Linked DNA regions of Hordeum vulgare: all the other regions are linked to region 3. The links are chromatin contacts, called in public Hi-C maps. All regions are on one chromosome and are shown on one strand. The core of a region is the stretch at or near the end of the contact, and the rest is flanking DNA. Distances in the headings are between cores, read along the strand shown. Region 1 has its middle 8.0 kb from the start of LOC123449251. Region 2 holds the start of LOC123449252 (lecithin-cholesterol acyltransferase-like 1). Region 3 holds the start of LOC123449250 (U-box domain-containing protein 75).

Region 1 (3,965 bases), core at 1,416-3,915, 130 kb before region 3:
CGGGGCAATCTCCACAATCTAATTGGAGACCGCGACGCTTGCACGGATCTGTACATCATAATGATTGAGCTCCGAGGGACCACAAAGCTTCTAGGATGCCAAAGCATCCAAGAAGAACAAACTCTAGGGTACCAAGCACCCAAGAGTAATAAGCTTCTCAAACTTCACTTCCACGTATCACCGTGCAGAACTCAAACCTATGCACCAAATGCAATGGCAAGGGCACACGGAGTTCCCATGTTCTTCTCTCCCAAATCCCACCACAACAACTAATGTTATGGAGGAAAATGAGAGGAAGAACGAAGAAGAACACGAAGAACTCCAAGATCTAGATCCAAGGGGTTCCCCTAACATAGAGGACAAAGTGATTGGCGGAATTGTGGATCTAGATCTCTTCTCTCTTTTACATCAAGAACTAGCAAGCAACAATGGAGGGATTGAAAGATAGCAAGCTCGAAGAAGGTCAACAATGGGGGCAAACACGAGCTCAAAGGATGGGGTTCAATGGGGAAGAAGAACCCCTTTATAGGAAGGAAAAAATCCAACCGTTACCCCTCAATCCGCACATAAGCGGTAGTACCACTCCAGGGAGCGGTACTACCGCTGGGGCTGAGGGCAGCAGTCAACGAGGGAGGTAGAGGCTGGTAGTACAGCCGGAGCGGTTCTACCGCTCCTAGGAGCGGTACTACCAATCATAAGAGGTGGTACCGCCTCCTATATCCGCTCATGGCCTACTCCAGACCTATCCAAAAATACCAAGGGGTTCTGGTGCGGTAGTAACAAGGGGTAGTACCGCTTACTCGGCAGTACTACCGCCCTGCACTACCGCTCCAGAAACCGCTTAGTCCAACACGAAAAGTGTCGAGAGCCACGGGCAGTAGTACTAGCTAGCGGAACTGGCCAGAGTACTTCCGCCCGAGAGCGGTACTACCGTTGCTAGGGCGGTACTATCGATCATAAGAGGCAGTACCGCTCCAGGAAGCGGTACTACCGCTTGGATCATTCCACATAGACCACATGCAACATATGAAAAGCATGAATATGAGAATTGCCATATCTTTCGCATGCGAGCTCCGAATTGAGCAAACTCAAGCTTGTTGGATTCACGACGACAAGAGCTATTCAAAAGCTATATATAGATATGAAAACCTCTATGAGTGAATAACCAGCAAAAACTCCAACATTGAAAACATAAATGACTTCTCTAGAGATTTTTGGTTACTTTTGATTGGAGAACAAAATGTTAGAACCATCACGTTACCCAAAAATATTTTTCTAAAAATCAGTTATATATTTCATCAACTCCTCCTCTCCTTCAATAACACCTTCATCTTGTTTTAGGGAAACAATTATGTTTTTTCTCCTTCTCCCATTCACTTTAGCATGATGATATCTAGTATTACAATCACCATATCTAATCACCTTATTTTTATATCTTTGTAACCACTTAATCTCTTCCTAGTATTACAATCACCATATGTAATCACCTTCCTTTTCTATCTAATGCAGATAGCCCATGTTCTTTAAAAGAATTGTCAATAATATCAAGCTTAGCCATAATTTTCAATTTGATCTTCCTATACCAAGCATCAACCTTTTTGGTGCAACAATTATTTTTGTTCCTCACATTCCTAAACCTAAGTTGCATCTTTCTAAATTATCTCCTCTATAAGTCTCATTCCATACTTTGTGTCCAATTTTTCTAAACCATCTCTTAATTTCAAGGAATTTGCAAACCTAAAAAAAGGAAAGGCTCGTGTACAACACTACCATCCTATTTCGTGTTTTTTACTCCCTTCATTCCGTATTAAATATTGCTGCCACTCGCGTAATGTATTTGGCGCACATGTCGCTAGTTAGCGATCGAGCACAAACTTTTGGCCAACCCATTAGCTCTTTCCGGTTTTCACTCTATTTCTGTGTTTTTCTACTTGTTTCATATTCGTTTATCTCTTTTTTATGTTCTTTTTCCTATTTTATTTTTAGTTCTCTTATTTTGAATTTTTTTTTTCAAATTTGTGACCTTCTTTACAAATTCATGAACATTTTTTGAACTTGCAAACATTTTGTTAAAATTCAGAAATAGTTATTCAAAAGTCTGAACATTGTTTACGAATGTCATGAACAGTTTTTTATATTGGGGAACATTTTGTGCAATCAAAGAACATTCATTCAAATTGGGGAACAATTTTTCGACTTCACAAACATTATTTTAGTTTTAGGGGACATTTTTGAAATAAATGAACTTTTTTTGAATCAGAAAACATTTTAGGAATCCATTAACATTTCTTCAAATTTTTGGACTTATATAAAACTAGTGACATTTTTCGAACTCACATTTTTTTAAGTCACCAACATGTTTGAATATATGAAAAAAATACAAAATCATGAGCATTTCTTGATATGACGAACATTTCTTTCAAAATCATGAACATTTTTATTAATATAATTGTTTTTAGAACAATTAACATTTATTTGAATCCTTAAAAAAATCCGTTCATGATTTTTCATATTTTAAGCTCTTTTGAATCCAAAATCATTTAAAGAAAAATATAATACTCAGAAATATATACATGAAATTCAAGGCGCCCAGCACATGGCCAGGCCCAAAAAAAGCACGCGGAGAAGAGAGTTTGGTGTTAGCTCGTTCGCCAGCGCCTAACGCGCTAAATAGGAGGTACCACTGCCATTTAATATGGAACTTTTTTCCCTGTGTAGGACGTTGTCAGTCCTTTTTTTGCTGGGCCTTGTTTTTCCTTTTAAGCAAGTTTGTAAGTTTTCCAATAGCTCACTTTTTTTGTTGATGACATACGAGATGATTAAGTTTATTTTAAATGTATGTGGGTACTACTACCTCCGTACCTAAATATAAGAACTTTTAGAGATTTTATTACAAGGCTATATACGAAGCAAAATGAGTGAATCTATACTATAAAATATGTTTATGTACATCCATATGTAGTTACGAGTGCATTGCACGTGAAAACTTACATAACCAAAGTACAATTGAATATTGAAATATCACATAACTCAATTAATAAATATAAATCTACAATCACATATGCATCAAGTACGAGTTATAGATTTAATTCTCGTAGTTCATGGCACTGAAAAAATAAACACAAATCATTTCATGAAGATAGTGTTATAGCCTTGTATAAGTAAATATAGTAAAAGTGAACGTCAATTTTTCAAAGACATGTTGCATTGATCTGCTACTGTAGCAATGGAGTTTTGTGTGTGTCCTCTTCAATGAAGTGATCAGATTTGTGCATATCATGCATTGATATTGTTAAATTAAAAACCAATAGCAATTCATTAAGAAGAGGAAATTTGGCAGTGTTAAAGTATGGAAGATTCCAGAATAAAGAAGAAACGTGCTCTTTGAGGTTAGTACATAGGTTGCACTATGCTTGATCTTATGAATGGAATATTCTGTATAGTACCCACGCATGGCAAAATCTTGTGTAGTGCAAATGATATTCGGATTTGCCAACTTTTCATCGTTGGACCAAGCTACCTAGTTTTAAAAAACACTCACTTAATTGAGGTCTCAAATTAAAACTCAATCATCCGATTTTGACTAAGTCAATATTTTCTTACAGCTCTCTCATGCAAATCTTTTATATTCTATACTATGCTTCCTAATTTTTAAGGCTTCGTAATTAATTAAGGTAATTAATTTAGAATTGGGTCATTCAATTTTGACTGGAACAACAGTTTCCCAAGCTCTCCAATTCATTTCTTATAATTGCTATATTCCCTAATTTTGAACATATTTCGTTCAATAGTTGTATTCACTTTTGAATTTGGTTTACGATTTTGATCGAGCAAACAATTTGTCAAATCAATCAACACCAACCATTCTATAAAAACATCTCAATACCACGCACCCTCCCATCACTTAGAAAAAGAAGCGTCACTACATGATATTGTAGCTCCAGTTATAGTACATACAACCACGG
Region 2 (4,119 bases), core at 71-2,570, 160 kb before region 3:
AAATTAAGCCAGTTTGGTCCTCGCCAAGATTTGACTTCTAGATAGTTATCAGTTGAAAAATAATTCTTGAAGTCTAACAGTTCCTGTTAGGTTACCGGAAAATCTGTAGCATCAAAACAAGCTTATGAGATGCAGAACCTTTGTTTTGTATGCACTCGCCAAAAAGTTGATTTTAGACGCATCTAAGGTTTTATTGTTGTTGGTAGACATAGTCTATACAGAGTACATATAACAATACTATGGTTCAATGTGATATCTTGTTTTTTTGAATAAAAATTCAATGTGATATCTTCACGCTGTTTTTGGCTTATGTAGGAGCATTGCAAGGGCCTTTGTATTTATAATATATTCCCTTGAGTTCCATCTGATCCTCATTAACTTGTGTGCAGATCAGCATTCGCATTGCATCACTCATGTAACCTGTGTGTTGACAACTTGTCACATAACGAGGATTGTTTTCATCTGTGCAGGAAAGCATGCAGGAGGATATCGTAACCGTAATTGCACCACACTTTATCAGGCCGATCTCTAGGTGGCCATTCTTTGCCTTCTTGGGAGGAGCAATGTTTTGCCTTCTTGCCAGCAGCACATGCCACCTTCTCTCCTGCCACTCTCGCCGCCTTGCGTATATCATGCTTCGGCTTGACTATGCGGGCATTGCAGCTCTTATCACCACTTCCTTCTACCCTCCAGTATACTACTCTTTCATGTGCCATCCTTTCTTTTGCAACCTGTACCTCAGCTTCATAACTATTCTAGGATTAGCAACTATCGCATTCTCTCTGCTCCCAGTCTTCCAGAACCCGGAGTTCCGAACCATACGAGCGTGCCTCTTCTTCGGCATGGGAGCATCAGGTGTGATCCCTGTTTTTCACAAGCTGATCCTTTTCTGGCACCAGCCAGAGGCACTGATCACTACCGGATATGAAGTTTTGATGGGGCTGTTCTACGGTCTTGGAGCATTGGTGTATGCGACTCGGGTGCCTGAGCGCTGGATGCCTGGGAAATTCGACATTGCTGGGCACAGCCACCAGCTCTTCCATGTCTTGGTTGTTGCTGGAGCCTACACCCACTACCATGCAGGGCTGTTGTACCTCAAGTGGAGAGATCAGCAGGGCTGCTAAAAGCTGTTCTATGGTCACAGGGTGTAGATTTATTTGGTTATATGGTTGTGTCTCGATGATTTATAGAGGACTTGTTCAATCTGGGTAATGAATTTACTGATCCGTGTAAAGTGTATACTAGACATAATAAACAAGTAAAATTAAGGTGATTATAATTTTTTTTGACTGGCTTAAAGGCATTAAATTCAGCAAGCTTCATAAAATGTTGATACTTACTCCTTCCCTTCCATCCATAATATAAGAGCTTGTTTGACACCGGGAATATGTTACTGTCTTGGTGATGGAATCTGAGTGGCAATTGATTGCGGTTGCTGTTCACAGCCGTGCACATCAGTACATCACACATCAGCTAGGCTGCCCTCTCATAATCTCGTCGATGTGATGTAATTTGACAGGCTGACATCCACTGCACCGGCTGAATTGTTCTCAGTTTTTTGGTACTAAGAATAATACAGCACCGCTGCTGTTGTTGGTGGCTCATTCATGCCTCTGTCGCAAAAATATTGCTCACATGGATCTATCCAGGCTCGTCGCCATGGCCGTGCTCCTCGGCGCCTTGCAGCCGCTCCTGAGCCACTGCGCCGGCGACGTCAAGGGCCTGCACCCGGTCGTGCTCGTGCCGGGGTACGGGTCCAACCTACTCGAGGCGCGGCTGACGGCGGCGTACTCGCCGCCGGCCCCCGGCTGCTGCGCGCGTGAGGGGAATGGGTGGTTCCGGCTGTGGCCGATCAACCAGACGGCGATGCGCGACCCCCGACAGGTCCCGTGCTTCGTGGACCAGATGAGCCTCGTCTACGACGCCGTCGCCGACGACTACGGCAACGTCGCCGGCGTCGTGACCCGGGTCCCGTTCTTCGGCTCGACGCGCGGCTTGACTGGGTGAGCCTGACCTCCCAACCACTCCATCGTTTCAGTGCTTCCTAGTAGCAGTAGTAGATTATTCCTAGTCCACAAATGTTTGATCCAGTACTGTATTTCGGTGGCGATGTGGCTTGCTGGACTGGCAGGTGGGACCAACTGGTGCGGGAGCTGGAGGCCGCGGGCTACCGCGACGGCGAGAGCCTCTTCGCCGTGCCCTACGACTTCCGCTACTCCGTCGCGCCGCGCGGCCACCCGTCCGCGGAGGGCGCCTGCAACTTCGGCGAGCTCACGCGGCTCGTCGAAAGGGCGAGCTCGCTCAGCCAGGGACGGCCGGTCGTCGTCGTCGCGCACAGCTTCGGCTGCTCGCTCACGTACCAGTTCCTCCTCGGCCGCCCGCTCGCGTGGCGCCGGCGCTTCCTCAAGCGCGTCGTCCTCGTCGCCTCCGCGCTCGGCGGCTTCTCGGAGGGGATGAACGACATCGCCGCCGGCATGGACTACGGCCTGCCGAACGTCGCGCGGCCGGCGAGGGTGCGGCTGGCGCGGAGCCAGCAGAGCGCGCTCTGGCGCCTGCCCACGCCGACGGTGTTCGGGGACCGGCCGCTGGTGGTGACCAGGGACATGAAGTACACTGCACACAATATCGCGGAGTTCTTGGAGGCCGTCGGCTTCCGGGAAGGGGTCCGGCCGTACGAGACGCGGGTGCTGCCAGCATGGGAGGCCCTCCCGGCGCCGATGGTGCCGGTGACCAGCATCATCGGCGTCGGCGTCAGCACGCCGGAGACGTTCGTGTACGGGGAGGACGGGTTCGTGGGAACGCCGGAGGTGGTGTACGGCGACGGCGATGGCGACATAAACATGGTGAGCCTGGTGGCTATCGAGAAGGAGTGGTCTAGGGTGGAAGGCCAGGTTCTGAAGGTGGTTAGGTTGCCCGGTGTTCGTCACGATGGCTTCTTCAGCGTTGGTTTCGCTCTGAAAAAAGTAGTTGCTGAAATACTCGAGGCTGGTAGAACTGTGGAACTCCGTCCGAAGATTGGCCGAGCGCAGACCAATGCAGGTCCAATTTGGAAGGAAGAGAGATGTAGAGTGCACGAAGGCCTTTATAATGCTTTGAGTGCAGTAATATATTTTTGGAGGTGCTTTGATTAATGTTATTATATACTCCCTCCATTCATAAATATAAGTCTTTCTAGAGATTTGAATAGAAGACTATAAATAGATGTATGTAGACATATTTTAAAGTATATATTCACTTATTTTGCTTCGTACGTAGTCTTTTAATGAAATTAAAAAAAACTTATATTTAGAAATAGAGGGAGTAATAGTTTTGATAAAAGATTTTGAAAACGAACAAGAGTCATAATTTCATATACGCCGGGAAAAAGTTTATGGTGGATTCTATTTAGAAACGGGCATGCTAAATCTAAGTCGATATTTAGCAAAGTCTTAGTTGACACCTTGGCCCTTTGGAGGCCTCAATATCTAAGCATGTTATTTGCTTTGTTAGAAAAAGGCTTGTGTTTTTCTTTATCAAAAGAAGAGCCTTCCCATCAGATTTCCATCCAGTTGTTGTCTACTCTATAATAACAATTTCAACGTGCCGATTTAAACGGACAACGCTTTTATCCGTTTTTTAATCTGTTAGGTTCACCTGTTCGTTTATACGTGTTTGTTTTTTAAAAGGAATCAGCCGATGCACTCAATAGAAAGCAAATGAACATCAGTAAAATAATAGGAGAAGGCTGAATGGGGTGAACCAACGAATTAAATAAGTAGAAAGAGGTAGGTGACAAGTGGGTCAGGCTGGACACATACAGACGACGCAGACACATTAAACGTCCGCTTTGTGTTCTTCTGCGACACAAATATGATCTAAATTTACGTCAGAAATAGATCCATCGGACACAAAGCAGATGCTAAATGAAAATAAATCTCAACGTTATGCCATTATTCTTGTCCGCGCCGATCCACATGAACGCGGTCGGACAATTTGGATTTTCCCGTTGAAGTTGCTCTAATATGCAAAAATGTTAGTCAAATCACCTAGGTTGGGTTTGTTATGGAGAGTTCGGCCAGATCGAGTGATGTGGGTTATCCTTAAGAGAAACCATTTGATTTGTTAAGATCATTACAGCAA
Region 3 (4,203 bases), core at 73-2,572:
GACCAGGCGCATGGCGCCGACCAAGAGGCTCAGGCTCGCCACCGTCTCCGGCCGGAAGCCTTTCTCCTCCATGAGGATGCGGATGAGGCGGACGCAGTTGATCTTGGTGTCGACGGCGCCCTCGTTGAGCATGTCCACCACGAGGGACACCTTTGCCGGCTGCATCAGCGCCGCCTTAGCGTCGCCGTCGAGCGGCACGCCGCTGACAAGAATGGCCACCGCCTCGGACCCCACGGAATGAGACGTGAAGGGGCCAAGAAGCGAGGTCAGCAACGACACGCCGCCGGCCTCAGCTATGGCCTTGGTCACCGACTGGTGGGCGGAGGCGAGGGAGCGCAACTCCCGGAGCGCGGCGACGCGGGCCTGGCCCTTGAGGGGGTGCCTCCTCGGGACGGCCGTGCCGCGGAGACCGTGGACGAGGTCCGCGGCGCGGCCGTGGTAGTCTGCCGAGCGCTTCTTGAAGCGGGTGTACCGGCGGGAGAACCAGGCGGCGATGAGCTGGCGGAGCGTGGCGTTGGGGGTGAGCGCGTCGTCCCAGAGCTCCTGCATCGTGGTCGGGCAGGTCCTGTGGCCCAACGCCAGCCACCGGGAGATGTTGGCGCGCTCGTACGTCTGGCCGGTGCAGAGCGTGACCGGATCCACCATGGGCTCCAGGGAGATCGGGCAGATGAAGACGGCCGGCACGACCTCGTCCCCGCCGCCGGCGTCCCCGGCCGCGTCCAGCTCGTCCATCATCTTCCGCAGCTCCACCGGCTGCTTACCTCCGTCCCCGAGCGCCCCGTCCCCGGGCTCCGGGCCGCACCCCAGGATGCCGTCCTTGAGCGCGGTGTCGATGTCGAGCACCTGCCCGCCGCAGGGCAGCTCCTGGTACTGCGGCATTGCAGCGGTGGTCTTGGCCTGACCGTCTGCCCAAGGAAGCACCGCTCGCCGAAAGAGTACACGGACGGCGAGGCCCTTTTAGCACAGTCGCGCAGGAGACGGAATGATGCGGTGAATCATGGGGCGACTTATCGCCATCATCATCGACCTCCTCGCTTGCTTTCCCTCTTTCTTGACCCGCTGCTTTTCTTGGATTTCTGGGGTTCTGCGGCTACCTACCGGTCAAAAGGGGAGGCGAGCGAGCGAGGAGCTTGAGAGGAAAGCTTGTGGGTTTTGGAATGGAGGCGGATTGCAGGGCATATGAGGAGATCTGATAAGCGGGCGAAGGGGGAAAGAGGGGAGGAGGGGTTGAGGAACCGGAGAATGCGACTGAGATCCAGCTGAGCTAGAGTGGGTGGAGAAGAAGGGAGAGAGTGAGAGAGCAGGAATATCCTGATGAAATTATTATCCGGATTTGCAATTTTACTACTACTTGGGTGGGTGTGAGTGAGAGTGAGAGGGGATTGGACGAGGGCGGGTGGGGGCTGGGGACCAGACACATTAGCACACTCGCTGTCTCACTGACGCCCCGCCTGCGTGGTGGGCCACCCCCTGCACACCCTCTTGTACTCTTCCCCGTTTTTATTCATTTCAGCGCTGGGAATCTCGATTTTCTGTCGTTCCAATTTCCCTTTTTCTTCAATGCTGGAGCACCGGTGAGAGGAAGAGCGTGCGTAGTGGTGTGGCAACTGGCCCATCCATGCCAAAAGCACCAAGCAGGAAGGCATGGGGAAGAATCTTGCAGGAAATGGTGGCAATGTCATATGGTTTTGTCTCGGTGGTGATCTCCTTCCTTCTAGGTTTGATGTGATTTTTACCATTCTTCCTAGGAGATGGCCATGCTGTTTTGTTTCCCGTTTCCAACATTTTTTTTTTGTTCTGGGGAACGGGGGCGGTCAGCAGCGGAGCTTGAGGAGGCTGCTGACCGGTGACCGCGACGGATTCGAGACGGGCGTGCGTGCGTGCGTGCTGCGTGGTAGTAGTACGTACTACGTACTCTAAATCTAAATCTAGGGCACGCGGACCGCACGTGCGGTGGGATCAAGATCGGCAGAGAGGGCGGGGCTTTGTTTTTCTCCCTTTTTCCGTTTTTTGAATCGCCTCAAGGACAACAAGGACGCAGGCCTCCTCGTGACCCGCGCGTGATCACGTTGCGTTTACGCTTGACAGTCCCTCTCTTTGACCGCTTTGCTTGCACACTCAATTCTCTGACCAACCCGGATTAGCAGTAGTAGTGGTATTAGATAACTTGTGGGCAAGGAAATGAGAAAAACGGCACTACGTTTCAACAAGGAAGATTTGTCACACACAAGCTTGCTTTAGCTTGAACAAAGTCGGTGCGTGTACAATATGTTGTCATCAACTTATTCAAACCTCCGTTCAAATCCAAAGAGAAAAATAAAAGGATGGAAAACATCGCACGTGCATTGATGCCAGGTTGGAGCCCTCCTTTTGCGTACGTCTTAATTAAATAGATCCATCCGGTGCGACCGTGACCAGGACCAACGACCACGGGGGCCGGAGGCCGGGCAAAGGAAGTGAAAGGGACCAAAGGAAAACATATAAAAGCAAGCAAAAGTGAGCGAGCAAACAGTGTGCACCAGTACCACCACCCCTACAAGAAAGAAAGAAAGCCGAAACTAGACATGGCCAAAGCTCAAGGCTTTGAAAAATGCGCTCCTTGACCGGCGGCCTGCCTGGCCGCTCCGGCGCGCCGCACGGTGGTACATGGGCTCTACGACTCTGCGGAAATTAAACGCCGACGCTCACAGTGCCTTCTTGCCAGCCATACACAACACACGTAGCGCGTACGTACGCGCGGCCGTGCAGATGATGGTGCACAGCAGGTCAAACGGCGGACAGTAAACGCGACGTGAACATGACACCACCCATCGACGGCGACGCGTCCGTCCGTCCGTCCGGCGATCGGCCACTATTGCTGCACAGCACAGGGCCGCTGTTGCGCCGTACGTGCCCGGTGGAGTACGCAGCACGGCGTACGTTGGCGAGGAGGCACGCAACGCAACCAGGTGCAGGAGGGGAGGCTCGTAGTTTTTCTTTCCTTCACCGAGCAGAACCGAGGCCCACGGTGGACCGACGGCCGACGGGCACAGCGACGAATGGGTGCCCCCTCCGGCACGGCCGCGCGCGCGGGGAGGGGCGCACGCGCGACACCGCGACACGGTGCGTGTGACCTGAATCATGGCTGATCGACGTGCGAGCACGGAAGCGGGCCCCCGATCGAGGCGAGGGCCGGTCTATCTCTCTCGCTCGATCGCTCGCTAGGCGCCGGCCCAACCAACCGTCCGTCGCCGCCTTCAGGTGGTGTTTGTTTCCAGGGACTTTTTGTGGTAGGGACTAAAAAAGTCCCAAAAAGTCCCATGTGAAACAAACAGGAATGACTATTAGGGACTAAAGTGGGGTGTTTGGGACTATTTGGAGAAGTACCTATGTGAGGGATTTTTTAGCACTTTTTCCAACAATGCTCCTACTTTTAGCATGTAATTTAATAACTACTACTACATTACAAAGGATAACATGGTCTTTTTACATGTCATTTAATGACCTCTAGTTTCTATTTAGTCCCTGGAAACAAACGGGTAGGGACTAGGGACTTTTAAGTTGGGACTAAAAAAAAATCCCAGGACTTCTCAAACAAACAAGGCTTCAGTACAGCCGGCGCGGTGCGGTGCGCTGCGTGCGTTCAAGGGCATGGGCGCCACGCACGCTGCCAGATCAGCGGGTCGATGGGTAGGTGGTACGTACTTGTACGTAATGCCACTGTTTGATCGAGGTTCGGTCTTTGCTGGTGGGGCAGCTGCGTGCGTCACTGGATCCAGCGGCAGGCGAGCATTACATTGATCTGATTTTGAGTGATTTCAACTTGGATTGGCCACGATTCAAACCAGCTTTTGGGTCCTCGCCCTCGGGCGGGCATCGGCATCCGTCCTCCGCATGCACCTGAGACTGCCAGTACACGGTCATTGAGACGATGCCGCAGTAGTAGTATAAAATGCCAAAGCCTGCGGCTGACCTGCCACGCTGCTCCCCTCGACCACAAAGCAATCTGCTTAAAAAAAAACTGCAGCTAAACAGGATGAAGCGAGCGAGAGCGAGGAGGCGGTGTCGCTTTCCCCCGATGCCCCGCTCCGGCCACCGCGCCAGCAGCGAAATGGCCCAATAACTTAACTGCCGCAATGATCATCGCGATGCCGATGGCCACAGGGAGGGGGGCAGGGAGATGCTGCTGCTGAACCCAATCCCAGCTCCCGACTGCTTTGTTTA

What was found. Hi-C and Micro-C count contacts between places; a contact is called where the count stands out from the background.
Region 1: a Hi-C map of leaf shows a contact between it and region 3, with 4 times the contacts expected there. The contact joins the enhancer-like site here to the promoter of LOC123449250 in region 3. A contact is called at or near these places in 4 of 6 Hi-C or Micro-C datasets (leaf and seedling).
Region 2: a contact with region 3 is called in a Hi-C map of leaf, with 8 times the contacts expected there. The contact joins the promoter of LOC123449252 here to the promoter of LOC123449250 in region 3. A contact is called at or near these places in 3 of 6 Hi-C or Micro-C datasets (leaf and seedling).

The regions. Positions count from the first base shown.
Region 1 is chr4H:522,365,996-522,369,960 of MorexV3_pseudomolecules_assembly, reverse strand. No RefSeq gene overlaps it. Among protein-coding and RNA genes, the nearest start is that of LOC123449251, 8.0 kb to the left of the region's middle. Within about 2 kb of position 2,665, at least 2 of the 3 cell types and tissues checked have open chromatin away from gene starts, as enhancers often do. A contact at or near this core is called in leaf, where this site is marked.
Region 2 is chr4H:522,393,404-522,397,522 of MorexV3_pseudomolecules_assembly, reverse strand. LOC123449252 (lecithin-cholesterol acyltransferase-like 1) reads left to right here and starts at 1,320. Exons shown (of 2, transcript XM_045126398.1): 1 at 1,320-2,003; 2 at 2,132-3,186. The coding sequence starts at 1,636. The coding sequence ends at 3,131. It overlaps LOC123449253 (heptahelical transmembrane protein ADIPOR3), which reads left to right. Exons shown (of 3, transcript XM_045126399.1): 3 at 471-1,286. The coding sequence ends at 1,124.
Region 3 is chr4H:522,231,623-522,235,825 of MorexV3_pseudomolecules_assembly, reverse strand. It overlaps LOC123449250 (U-box domain-containing protein 75), which reads right to left and starts at 1,322. Exons shown (of 1, transcript XM_045126397.1): 1 at 1-1,322. The coding sequence starts at 879.